Linked DNA regions of Drosophila melanogaster: region 2 is linked to region 1. A link is a contact called in public Micro-C data. All regions are on one chromosome and are shown on one strand. The core of a region is the stretch at or near the end of the contact, and the rest is flanking DNA. Distances in the headings are between cores, read along the strand shown.

Region 1 (7,075 bases), core at 3,886-6,385:
ATATAGACAAAGAGGGAGCATTTTCTGGCATTTTTTTTTTTGTTGGGCCGTACAGAAGCTTATTATAATTCCAATCATGTCGGCAGACTGCAGGCTGGAATCTATGCAAAAGGTTGGCAAATGAAATATTTTCAATTTTAATATTGACAACGTTGGATTTTTTTCTCTCTTGCGGGGCCGAGTAACCCGGCAACAATACAATCGATGGAGGGAATGGTTGGGGGAATAAGGACAAAATATCAATATGGCTGAGACATTTTATTTCGTTTCAATGCCCATTACCAAACGCCCTTGTCTACGCTTTCTTCGCTCAAAAGGCCAAAAATAAAACAGAATTTATTCGTAAGAAAAAATCAATCAATTATACGAAGCAGAATAAACTTGTTTCGAGAAGGTCGCATATTGATTGCAAATCACTAAGGTCCTACGGAATGAATATTAAGTGATGTGAGGTTTCGCAGGCACCACAATTGATGGCATAGAAAGGGAAATGAATGGCAAAATGTACCACTTTTCATAATTACACAAGAGATAAATGTATATTGATTAGTGTTCTAAAGGCATTAAATTGGCATCTGCACAGCGTATGCAAAGTAAGGCAAATTGGGCAATTTACACTGCACACAACATATCCTTTTGGCCAGGCGTCATTATCACAGATTCAAGAATAATTCGTCTTTCGTTTACTCTGTGGCAGGACCGCAAAGATTCTTGTTGGTTGCCCTGCTTGCTCTCGACCGCAGGACAAGCTTAATTATTAATAATATAATTAGAGCAGAATGCAGCTGGTGATGGCAGGCAGGCTGGTGTTTTTGCTCAGAAATAAATTGGTTTGCGGCTCAAGTGGGCACTGCGGGCGAGCGAATGCCATTGTACGCAAGTTTGCCTGTTAAACATTATTGCGAATGTTGGCATCGTGAATATTTTGCATATTTTAACGCCAGTCTCAACTCAACTTTTGGCCACCAAAGAGTCACCAAACAAGTCACGGTTTTGGCCCTCATCCTGGTCGATGGCGTCGATTCGGAACCCCAAGGAGCAGCTGCTGCAAGTGTCCTCGAATCTATTAGCATAAAACTGATAAAAATAAAGTGATGTCGTTGTCGTTGTCGCCGTTGTCAACAAGCAGCACTGGCAGTGCAAACAGCGAGCGGCAAACAAACAACAACAATCAGCTAACAAGAAAGTGATAACAAATTTGCGTTGCTTTTGGCTAAGCACTTTTAGCCAAGAAGAAACCGCAGACTGGTGTAAAATCCAGGAGCGGGAATCTTCAATGCTTTTGCATTTTTAGAACTTCATCTTGGTCAAGTTATTTTCGCTTTGAATTAAGTTTCCTTTGTTTGAAATATTAAGTTTAGGATGTTATTATCATTTTATATTCCGAATTTTTGTTTTGAATTTAAATCGAGTTTTCTTTTTTAAATTATGCCAGCTTTTTTTTTAGATTTCTATGTTTTGCCTGATTATATAATTAAGTCATGGTAAATCGTTTTATATAACTATTTTGCTCCGCAATTTAAATGGTTTATTTACATTTCCCCATTTTCCATTAACGTTCTATTTGAATGTTTTGCTATTTTGTTTACTCTCACTTCTCTTGTTTTTTGTAGTTTGCTCTCAATTTTTTAATTTTGCCCGGGATTTAAAATCAATTATGCTTTGCTTTATTTCTAGTTGTTGTTGTTATTTATTGCTTTTTGCATAGACCCAGCGAATTGGAAAAAACCATTGATTTGCCATATTTATCACTTTATTGCATTTGCCCAGCAATGGGAATTTTCGATTAAATGCTTTGGTATCCATTTATCTATTTACTTACAACTTTTGATTTGTAATGATAGTTTTTTGTTACGGAATATATGCGATTTTGATAGGCTTACATAATTGCTGTATAAAATTGATTTTGCCACTCTTTTTTACTCAACAGCTGTAAGAAAATAGCTTAAGTAAATAAAAGTTATTAATTATCACTTTTAAAAAAGGGAATCCCATAACAGTAGAATTTGATATATTAACTTTTTATTTACAAAACAATTTTTGTGCTTATTTATGCTACTAAACTTATATATTTCAAAAAATTAAAAAAAATGGTCCTATGTTATTTAAAAATTAACTATATTTAACACTTGACGCTCACAACATTTTTTAAGGCCAAGTAGTAAAAATAACAATTTTTCTATTGAATTAGTTCTCAGCCGAGCACTTTATAATTCATTTAGTAGAAGTTTCTCCACAAAAGTAATTTGGATCTCAAAGTGCTTGAATATGAAGGAACTTTTCAGCTATTTTCCTTGCTGTTCAGAAGAATTTTCTTTTGTTCCTCGAAGGGCATTCAGTATTTACATTAGATTTAATTAGCATTTTTCACGCTTTTGTCTGCGGACAGAAACGTGTGCTAATAAAAGCTGCCTTCAAATTACATTGACATTGTCTCTGGGCTTGTAAACTTGGCGCCATTTGTAAGGTTTTAACGAAGGCAAAGTTAAAAAAGCGCTTTTCACTTGATTTTTCCTTCCCTTCGTTTTCCAACTCGACTCACAACTTTTCCGCCTGTCTGCCGATTTTCACTAGGAACAGCTTAAATGTGAGAAAAGCCTCAAAGCGAAAAAAAAAAACTGAAATAAAAAAACGACAAGAAAACTGTCAACGCCATGGCTTTGTGTGTCATAAAAGTGGCGCAGGAGGAAAACCGAAATTAAATTACTTCGACTTTCGATGGCGGAGCATAAAAAATGCATTTGGGTCAGCGCCCTAAATTCTGGCGATGTCCAAAATTAATGCAATGCCAGCGACAAGAAAGCCAATTTAATGACTTTTGAATTGTTTTATCAGGCAATTTATTGCAATCACCGCATCCACCAGGCAACCGCAATAAACCTAATCCATGCAAATTATTCTCGCTCTCATTTTTTTTTTTGATTTTTTATCTGCTCTTCACATTTTTATGGCAGCTGACGAAAAAAAGTCAGGGAAATCGGCTCAAAGTCTAAAAGTATTTTGGCATCATCATCAATCTTTTTCGCCGAAATGTTGGCAACTGCACTGCCAAGACAATTGACAAATTGACGATAGGGTTTTCCGATGGCATTTTCCTTGGGTTCTGCTTATGCAAATGCAGCTGAGAGTTGGTGGAAATTTTTGCGACGAGCCGAATTATAGCTGATACGAATTGGATGGACTTGGATCGATTCGATATAAATGGGATACCTTCGATATTTCTTCCATATCAACAGGAATTCTTCCACTCTGCTGATGTATTGGCAATACCATAAAGGAGGCAGGGACATTTCTGAGCTCTCGCAGTGGGGAAACTTAATTACAGGATGTATCTGCTCGGATGCGTGCCAGATATTCCATCAATTAATGATTCTCCATTACGCGATTGCAGTTGAAGCCAAGGATTTTCCCGCCAGCCAGAGCTTCGTGGGTGGCATTAATCGAGAATGCATTATTGTTAAACAGGCATAAGTAAATGGCAGTCGCTGTCCGAGTCCGGAAATGAGCAGTTTAAGCCAACTGCAATGGCGCACGCAGAGGCGGGTTAATAAAGGCCTCCAACCGGCCCGAAAACGGTGAACAAACTGTTGGCCAAATGGCCACCGCATACATATGTATATTGACGCGCGCATATATTGGCATATCGGAGGCAATGAGGCACCCGGACATTATCGACATTAACCGGCAATGTAACAGTAACAGTAACGGTTACGGGAACACATAAATTATGCATGATTTTTGCGAAGCGACGCATTGCTGCGTTTGCCAATTTTTGCTTCTTTTTGCTCCTTTTTATCGCATGAATTTTAAGCGAGTGAAATGCCTCGCCATTTATGCGTGCGTGTGTGTGTGTGTGATTGGGAGAGGCTGAAATTACAAGTTAATCGAACGTTGCATACTTACTGGGGCAGCCAGTCGGCTGGAACCATATGCGATATTGCTTATTGATGCCCCCCGAAGCACAGTTTCAGTTTCAGCAATTTAAATTCATATTTATTGATTTTTTGGCTAAGAAATCGCTGCTCCAATTGCTTCCTCTGAATTACAAGAGCGCTGAATCCAATGGATGGGTGTGGTATTGTCCGATCAACTATCTATCCATTAGAAAAATGGAGGGAGGGATTTGGTAACTAAGTATTCAAGGGTTAACAATTTAATCAGATCTCGCTCTGTGAGCTATTCGCACATTACTTTTTTTTTACTATTTCAAATATTTGTTGATATTTCTCTTATCACTTGATTATTTAACTATTATTTGTTGGTTTCTTTTAAATGCCCAAATCTGTGGCCGCACTGATAAATCCGATCTCAGAACCGCACACTTACAGAATCCACGACGAACTGAAGTGGAGTGCCAACTTCGAAGGCATGTTAAGCGAGGTTCGACTGTTTTTGGCTCAACGTAACAGTGTCCTGAAACTGTTCGAAGGGAAATTTTATGGGAGCGCTGAACAGGACCTGTGTCATCGAACATGTTGCAAGTGGCTAGAAGAATTGGGGAACGCGGCTTCTGTGGAACTAACACAACTTCCACGTTTTTTAAATAAAGCGAACAGTAATACATACAATTAAATTATTTAAAATACTTTTTTTTCAATTTAAGATTTTGTGTTTTCTGTGCTTGGTAAACATGCTGCATACTTTTAGAATAAAATATCTCAAGGTTGGATATTTTAATAACCAAAGGGTTTCTTTAAATCCAAAAAAGGTTGGGTATTCAAGCCCCTGAAAGTGTTGGTGGCTTTATCAAATAATGCCTTTAGATTGTGACAACACATACTCGAGTGCCACATATTCTTGCAACTCAGCTTCCACACTGCCCCACATTATCCTGCGCAACAAATTGCTTGTCATGTTAACAGCACTCCACCATCGCATTGCTTTAATTAGCCGGGCTCATATGGCCAGCATAACACCTAAAAGAATTTAGAAGCGTGCCATGTAAATGGGAGCTCATCTACTTGATGGGTGGACGTGGGGCGGTGGCAAGGGAGTTTTATCTAGGACCCTGAAACATCCCATGGTAACTGATATCTGTGCTTACTCAGCTGCGTTGTCAAACGTCTGGCAGTGGTTTTTTCCTGCTATTTGTCTGTGGAAAATACTTACGATTGTGGGCGTGGATCGAGTCGAATGTGTGGATGCAGAAAAATCGTCTAGGCCAGTAGCAAAAGTTCACACAACAAATTAGCGAAATCAATTTGAAAATTTTATTGAGTCTTCTAACTTTGCCTTGGGGTCAGCAGCATTTAGGACTGGCACAAACACACCTCGGCTCGGCCCTTGGCCAGCAATTTTTGAGGTCACTGCGAGTTTGAGTTTTGATGCCGGGCTAACTTTGCGATGCAAAGGCGAAACTTTTAAGTAGTGGCTTAAATTTTATATTCCTACCAAAAATGTTCGCTCAGATCCCCACCCCTCACCCAATGCGACTTTTTGTCGGCCGCTTTGGCAAGTTTAAATGTTTGCTGGGAATTTTAATTCATTTATAAAATGTGCCGTGTGGATTAAGTGCAGTCGCATGGTCGACTCTTAAATTAATGAAATTCTGTGTGTTCTCAGTGTAAGATATCCGCAAGCTTTTTGTCTCTGCGCCAATTAGCAAAATGCTGGGAAACAGCTGAAAACCATATTCACGAGGACCAAATGTTGGGCGGGTTTTGATAAGGAAACCGTGTGTGAAAATTTCTCCTTGTGGCTGAGTTTACTATTTAGCACATGGTGTGCTTGCAAAGAGCAACAAGTTTAAAGCTTGACATTTTCTTATTTCAAAGTATGGTAGTTCGTTTAATGGAATCCTTTTGGAATCTAACAAAGTATCTCACCACTTTGTAGTGTCACTAACTCGTGTTTTTCAACCTGACGTTCCACAATCAACCGGATCGGTTACTTGAATTGGCAATCCATTGTCTAACCTAATGTTTGCTCTCTTGTGGCCAAGTTTTGGGAAAGTTTTTGTGCCTTTTATTTTTGGCCTGGCCAAATGTTAAATGTTTTCGTTCGTGAACTTTTTAAACGCTTTCTCGATACTTGGCCGTGTTCTGCGGCTGCTTCAGTTACCTCTGGCCAAATCGAAGTGCGCAACTTTACTAACTTCTTTTACTTTTATTCCTGCGGTCGCTTGGCAACATCTTGAATGGTATTTATGTTCCTTACACTTGTTATCCATGCGAAGACAAATCGATGAATGGAGCACATGTACAAAATATGCACTCTAAAGTTTTACAATCAAGTAATACAATACATTTTAAAATCGCCAAAAAGGGAGTTTATTTTACTGCGCACTTGTAAGCCATTTGGAAATATTAAGATATCTGTGGAAATTGCTTAAAAGTGAAATCTTACCCATTCTTTCGCTGAGTGGCGTGTTTTCGTGCAGGTCCATAATTTATTGAACTCGAACTCAGGAGGCAACATTAATTTATTTGCCAGCTGCAAGAGAGCTTTCTGTTTACCTCAGGGCCAGCAAAGTGCAGTTGCCGAAGGACTTGGACTTGCACTTGTGAGGGGCGGGGTTACTTGGCTATAAGCCTGCGGAATGACATGTCAGTTGGTTGGCTGAGATAGCGGGATTACCGACACATGCAAATTGAAGCTGCTGGACGGACTGAGTGGGAAGACTCCGTCTAATCCAATTTCGATTGCTTAATCCACCATGACTGACACTAAGAGCCAAGTTGAAAGATGGTCGAGTGGGTTGGTGGTTGGGTGTTGGGGTAGTTCGCTGGTTGGGCTTTCGGACTCCACATCTTTACGCACCACAGCACTTCAAATACTCAAGCTAGCTATTGAATTACGCACCCACACATGTCAACATATCATGTTACACTTCACTTTGTGTGTGCGCTAAGTAAGTTGTAGTTCGGCAGGCCAGGAGCGGAAACGGAAACGCTGCTTCTGCTACTTCTGCTGCTCCTGCTGCTCCTGCTGCTGCTCCGCACACATAAAATCACAATGTTGACCCTTTTATTTCGACTGGAAGTTTTATAACCAAAAGAATCGGGGCTAAAGGAAACACACACACACACACGCACAGCTCACCCGAAAATAAAGCAGCTCAAGCTGTGTGTTTGCT
Region 2 (7,368 bases), core at 4,480-6,979, 33 kb after region 1:
ATACCCTGTATCCGTTATCCTTTATGCAATTTGTCTTTATGCCCCACCCATTTGGCCCTTTTGCCCCCTTCGCTCACTTTGCTCACTTGGCTCCGTGCTCGTGCAACTTTGAGTGGTTGGCGGTCATGAGATATGCCCGACTTTACTTACGTTGCCGGCATTTTAAGTTGCCACGTCCCGCGATTCGGCGCCGCCACTCTCATCTTCATTTTGATGGTCTTTAAATATCCCCGAAACAGACAGCTTCATGCATATTAAGCATTCGTCGTTGCACTACCAAAAAAAAAAAAAGAGTGCTGAAAGGATCATAACCTATCTAATTAGGCTCACTTATTTTGATAATGCATTTTAGGGCACTCTTTACATATTGGATATTTATTTATTTATTTCGCAATCTACTGACTACCAATTTAGATGTCTTTTTTCGCAGTGTAAGGGAGCTGCTTGTGTGCCTGGCGGTGCTGTTGAATATTGAACAAACAGCAATGGTAATTTGAAGATTATAAATCGCAACATAACACGTCGCTCAAGTGCGCCCGATGATTGCGCCTCGGGGTGCATTTGTGCATATGTGGTCTAATCACCAGCAAAGGATGTTTCCATTTACAAGGACAAGGGCTAGCAGTCCCTATATATCGGTGGCGGCATTCGAAATATCCTCGGGCTGCCTAATCAGCTTTGGGTAGATAAACAATTCATTGCCCACTAAGTAATCGAATGGCTTGTGCTTTAATTTTAGCTTATACCTACCTGTATTGACACACGCCAGTGTAAAGTAATTGCTATTGACAATAAATAATTAGTAACGTAATGCTGTAGGTTGTGTGCCATACAATTTACTCAGTTATGCAAAGCCAAACAAACAGGCCGATAACAAATGTTACATAAGGCTTCGTGTTCATTTGCTATCTAACATTATGCGGCTTAGTTCCGACAATTTTTCCTCAGTCACTCAGTTTGACTTAGTCATTGTTTACCCAGCGGATAAACATTTTTTTTTTTTGGTTAGCTCTATGGTTCTTTTTTTTTGAATGGGAAACTTTTGTTTGCTATTTGTATATGAAGACAAATCGAAAATGGCAAAAAGATGATTTATTATCCACGAAATAAATGGGGAAAAAGCTTAGCATAAGGAAAAAATGTGATTTATACAATGGCACGTACGCATTGAGGAAAAAAGATCTGGTCTTCATTAAATAGCCTTTATAACTATAAAGCTTTAATTTCGAATAGCAGAAAAATAGGCCAAATACTTATTTATAACCCTGCTGAGTTAGGAAGTTCAACAAAAGACCAGCAGTTTAATAGGAAACTTGTTGAACTGCCCCAATGGCACGCCCATTTTTTCAATAAGCAACAGATAAATAATATAAATGTAGAACAAAAAGCGCATTTAATGTATTCCATTAGGCCACTCGCTTTTAAGTACATCTAATTTGCAACAATTTGAGCGCCATCCAATGTAATACATCGGGGAAAAAAGGGGAAAAGCCATAAAAATGTTTATGCTCTTTTTATGAGCACACAAGCTGCGGCATATCACACAGTTAAACAATTGTTCCCGACTAGCCAGGACATTGTTTAGCCATGTTTTGTTTTTGCAGCTCCTTGCTCCTTCGCCGTTGCCCAGGACATTTACTTTTATTGTGCGACTGGTTCAAGGTTCAGGCACTTTGATTATGACGTTAGTTGTACTACCACCACAACTGGCTGCAGGGCAGGACCAAAGTAGTGGCGGCAGGACGAAGTTCCTTGCCGCTGGCACTGACACCAGTGTTGGCCACCAAGGCGTTGCAGAAAAAGTGGCTAAGACCTGGATTACAACTGGCCTATAGGCTGGACTATGCGAGTTTAATATAGGGTTTGAAATCACTTAGAGATAAATGGCTAAGCTATAGTTGAAAAACTGGCGGGCACAGATTGTTCAAGGAGAGTTAATTACCAAAAATATCTGCGCCGAAACTTATTAAAAGTATAAACATTTTCGAAGCTTCCATTCCAGATGCCGCTGACATGACCAAAAGCTAGCCATCTTCTCGCCACTACCATTTTCATTTATGGCCAAAAGGACCTGGCAATGGCGTTCGCCTGTGCGCTGGCAATTGCAGCCAAAAAGGAAATGTTAGGAGCGGCCCAAGGATGCACAAAAGATACTCGCACACTTAGCCGTTGTTATGTTATCTTTATGCGGAAGCTGCCTGCTCGGAAGTGAGCCAAAGAAGTTGTTCTGTGAACTCAAGTTCCCGACTAGTTGGAGTATTAATTCGGTGGGTTTATTCGAGAGCTTTAAACGTTTTATGCGCCGTGCTCAGCACCAGTGTCAAGTGGCCAAGCCCGAAGTTTATCAGCTTGTTATGGCATTGTGGAGGAAGAATGTTTGTACGTCAGCTGTCAACGGTCGCATTCGTTTTTCCACTCATTCCACGGCCGGAAAAGCGGAGTTCCTCACTTGTCTCCGGCATTAGCGGACCGGAAGTCTGTTGTTGTCCTTGTCCGGTGAACCGGGCCATAAACTAAACAAAGGCACGACTGCCCCGCCCATTTATGCTGGAATTAAGCCGAAATTCGTAGAAGACCTGCAAACAAATTGTTTATGTTAAGGAAGTCACGTAAAGTGTCGTGTCCTTACGGAAAATCCCGCAGGAGCAGCCGAACTAGAAAAAGCCAAGCCAAAGGACTGCCAACCAGTCCGCAACTTTATCGTCATCATCATCGTTCCCATCATTCGCTTCCCCCCTTTAAGATACAATTTTCTGCGGGTCTTGCCTGGATTTTCCAATCTTAATTTGGAATTTAAGCTTGGATTTGATCGTAAAACCCCGAGCGGACCCTTCATGGCAATTTCTAATTGTGTTTCCCTAATTAAAGTGCCGCTCCTTCAACCCGCCCAACTCGTTTGGCAACCGCAAAATATGCCAGCACCGCAAGACCAGGACTATTATGAGCACTTTTGGCCAAAATTCTTCAGAGCTCGGGCCACGCATTGTTCACCAGGTTATTAATCAAATGAGAAAAGTAATTTTTCAGAGGCTTGGCATTCATTTGATTGGCATGCCATGGCATGGCGGCAGGGCAATGAACTGTTAAATAAAATATATCCCAGGCTTTTCACAAAGCTGCAAATAAATTTAAGATGATTCGAGATGGATTTTGTGGGCTTAATCAAAGTGACAAGTGCTTTTCATTATGACTCGTGGTGCGGGTGCGCATAATCCAATTCAGCAATGCATTTTTATAAATGAAAATTTTTCAATTGCTTGGTGGTCAAGTGGAAATCCAGCCAACAATTTCGAGTTTTGTAAAGCCATCAACTTCCTTTAAGTTTTAGCAAATCCAACTGAAGTATCGAACAAGTTCGCTTGTGGCCGCAGCCTCGAACATGTTGCATGTTGAGTGGCAAGCAAATAGTATGAGCTACTGGGATGAGCCATTAGTTGGGGTCCTAGAAGTAAACATAAAATATTAAACACGCATTTTGACAAATCTGGCAAATGACTTGAGGTTGGGACTTGGCCTTTAAAGTCTTGACATTAATTGCAAGGAGCAAACTGGTTAGTTGCTGGCGTAAAGGACCTGCCCTTTTTCACCCAATTTTCGGGGCACGTGTTGTCCTTAAAAGGGTGAGTGGCAGTTGGCCCATTAACGCATCGCCGAGCTGCTTGGTTTTGCATAATTAGAAATACCTTACGACCCACGCACGCTCACACACATAAATAGCGGCCTTTTCACAAGTAAATGGGTCCTCTCCATGTAATACAATTTAAATATACCATTGTGCGAAAAGAATCCCACTGTCCACCGCCATGGTAGCCCCCATAGAAGCCCCAAGCCCCAGGTGTAACTGATAACGTTGTTTACTCAGTCGCCACAAACACCTTCTCCACGTTCGGATTTCGTCCGAGGACTACACAAACAAGTGGCTAAGTGGCAGTATCCTTGAATCAGGTGTTAAGAGCAATGACTGTCGCCTGTGGACGGAATGGGTATTCAGCTCAGACTGTTTGGTGTTTAGTTACAGCTGGAGGTCCTGTAATTAAAGTTGCTCCGAGTCCACAATGGACGAGAATTTTAAATGTCTACTGTGTGTCAAGAGAATATAGCATTTTTAGATATTTGCGTAGGCAAAATAAATATTCTAATTATTCTAAATTTTTATCTAGAAATAAAAATGCAAGCTAAATTCTAGTATTACAAATTCAGTAACAGTCAGCCATAAATCGATTTGGAACATTTATTTTACGCAACTTTCTTTCGCCGCATTTCCATCTAAATTTAATGGCCATCTCCACGAAATTAGCGCAATCAATTTGTAAATTCGTTTTAGCTGAACGCGTGTCCTTCGGCAAGTTGATTTTGTTGCCATTATTACGAGAATTATTGTGGCCATAATTTGTTTGCAATTTGTTTGCCAAATTTATTTGTTCTAATTTGCATTCGCCAGAGTGTTTACATTAAGATCTTCTTATTCCATAAATCGAATTAAATCGACGACTGTCTGGACGGTAGGCTGTATTGGTTTTGCCCCGAAAGTAGACCAATATTTATGGAGTGTCTGTTCATGGAAACATTGGGGGCGAGGCGTCTGGGAGAGGACGCAATCATAATATTGGTCCGTCTGGTTTCGGGCATTCTTTTGCTACATATCTGCCACGGATTTTGGCATTAATTCGGGCTTATTTATTTTTGTAATCGCTGTGAAAATATAACCGTCGTAATCTTGTCTTCATAATTGTAATCAAAATGTACATTTTATGTAAATGAATTCCCACCCCCCCACCACATCACAATTTCTAGTTCGGCAAACGCTTATTTCCCCTCCAAATTTGACAAGCAAGAGCGCCAAGACTGTGGCTGGGATTTTAATTAAAATTTATGTTTTAATCCTGATTACGTGTCCTCGCCCAATGTTCGTATTAGGAGCACACATGTACCCATCTGTTTGTGTGATTTTAGCCGCCGGTTATGTGTGCGCAAAAGTTGACAACTCTGTCGCTGCTCTCATTTCGTGTTTTTCCATGTTTTTTGTTTTTTACCATTTTGGGTCACTATTTTTTGTAACCATCTTTTTGCAACTGCCATTTTCATAACAATTTTCGGTTTGATATTAAGCGAGTGCCAGATTACCCAAAACTGTCGCAGCTTTTGAGTTCCTTGTTCTGTAAGGAAAACCCTAAATTCGTTGGCCTTTTTTGTCCAGCTTATCTTGTTCTTTGACGTGCTAGCCTGCTAGTTTTCCTGCCAATTAAGTTTTGTGTTTCCTTTTAGACTTTCAGTCCTTTCAGCGTTTTCTTTGACACTTTCCGAGATTTGCATGTGCATCTTTTCGAGCACGAAAAGTAGCTGCAAGGAGCAGCAGCAAAAGATGTTAGAAACATGCACGGATTTAAGAATTCTCCAGCATTTTTAATTAAATTTCTGATGACATGCCACTCTGTGTAAGCACTTGAATATTTATATTAATGGCCGCGTTGGCCAAACAACGTGGCATAAAAACGGCGCTGTGATGAAAAAATATGAATTACATAACGTGTCACGGAGTATTTGTTTTGTGTAGCCTTAAACAAAGACCCCGGAGTGGGTAAATAATACTGTGACAATAACGAAACACTTGTCTCATTTTGTTGTGGGTTCAAAGGAATTCCCTTCAATTTAGCAGTTGAGTGTCAAATAATTGTGACAGCTGTTGTGGAAGAACAGCCTACAATACCAGTACGTAATTAGGTAAAGACCTTCAATAAAGCCATTTGAGATATTCAAGACCCATCAACCGAAATTTATGCACAACCCTTCCCTTGTGCTTCTGTCTTCACCCAAGCGAAGTGACCCTTACCTGATTGCTTTCATTTAAAGTTGAATCTCTTGTTAAGTGGCAGGTAACTCACACTGTTTTTTAACCCACTCCGGTAAAGTGCATCAATAATTTCTCACTTTTATTACTGCACTTATCCGGATCCGTTCGGGTTTCACCTGTCATTTGGTCGATCGTCATCGTCATCGTCACTCTCTTGGTTGACTTTATTGATGGACAGCCGGGGCGCCTCAATTATGATTTGATGGCTTTCTGCTCGACCGTGTCACACGTTGCGTATGCGTAATACTTGACACATGGCCGGCAGCCAACGCCATCTAACGTTTCGGCCTCAATCCTCGTCACTGGAGTCGCTAAAAGCTTTCCCATTCACCCACCCACTCACTCAGGTATCTATCACCTGTGGTGCTGACCACATAGGATTACAAAAACTCGCTAAATCTGTGAAACAACAGAAAAAACCAAGGTTTGGAAATAGGATATAAAAGTGTCTACAACAACTATTGCAACTATTACTTATAGGTTTAAAAAAAACATAATAAAAGTTTTACTATTTATAAAATATATCATAAAGGGCTTTTCAAATAGTCAGATTTGGCTAGAAAATTGGGCAGAACCGATCGACTGGCTGGCAGCTGCCTAATGTCGATTGGTTGGCGGAAAAGTTAAAGAAAACTCGGTTGCAATCAAGAGCATTGAAGGGCGGCCATCACGTAAATTGAGATCATTGTGGTGCAGTGGATGCACTGGCAGCCAAGGAGTAAACGTGCCTGTTGCGGTTGAGATTCCTGTGGCATCCTGGCCACGTCGAGGTGCTCCACGGCCACAGCAACACATGACCAACAATTTCAAAGTCATTAAGACAAGCCGGGGCAAAGTTTTCGAACGAAAGAAAGAAATTGAAACGCCGGCGAATTGGCCAGCGAGCTGCAAACTTTTTTACGGCGCTGCAGCAGCATCAAAATGGCCACAAAATCATCATTCATCCGGAGCTGACTTTAATGCGATTTTGTCCCATTTCCCCAGGTGGCATTCGAGTAATTGAAACTCGAATGCAACTGGCGCTGCAGCTCGTCATGCGTCGGGGCAAAAGTTCAATTGCATTTTAATGAACATTTCGACTGCCGCTGACCGAGCAAAGTTCGAGAGTTCCGAGCTCGAATTTGGGTTTGGATTTTCAGTTTGGGGTGCGAGTCCTCCGGCTCGCCAGAAGAAATAAATAAAAGCGAGCATGTCACTAACTTTGTCTGGCTGGAAAAGCTCCATCCGCTTTCCTCCTGCTTTCCCCCACTGAGTTTTTCCACTGGTATCGGCATGGCAAACAAATGCACTTCGGGCTAAACAAGTGTTTATGCAGAGCCTAACTGGGGCCACTGTGTGTGTTTCTCCTGCTCCTCCTGGCACCGAATCCCAGTGATATTTGCTGGGAAAATGGCACAAATCTATGGCTGAAAGAATGGTACTTCTGTGTGCTCTCTGCTTGAGCCGGTTGGCCTTATTGCCCAGTCAAGATTTTCCATTATTCCGAAACGCCAGTCAGGCAATCAATTTGTTTCAAA

What was found. A called contact is a pair of places that touch in the nucleus more often than the background predicts.
Region 2: a contact with region 1 is called in a Micro-C map of syncytial blastoderm embryo. A contact is called at or near these places in 52 of 107 Hi-C or Micro-C datasets (the Clone 8 cell line, the D17-c3 cell line, the Kc167 cell line and 22 more).

What each region holds. Positions count from the first base shown.
Region 1 is chr2L:3,195,361-3,202,435 of dm6, forward strand. It overlaps CG34393, which reads right to left and starts at 5,136. Exons shown (of 13, transcript NM_001298649.1): 1 at 5,110-5,136.
Region 2 is chr2L:3,228,077-3,235,444 of dm6, forward strand. No RefSeq gene overlaps it. Among named protein-coding and RNA genes, the nearest start is that of lncRNA:CR45336, 21 kb to the left of the region's middle.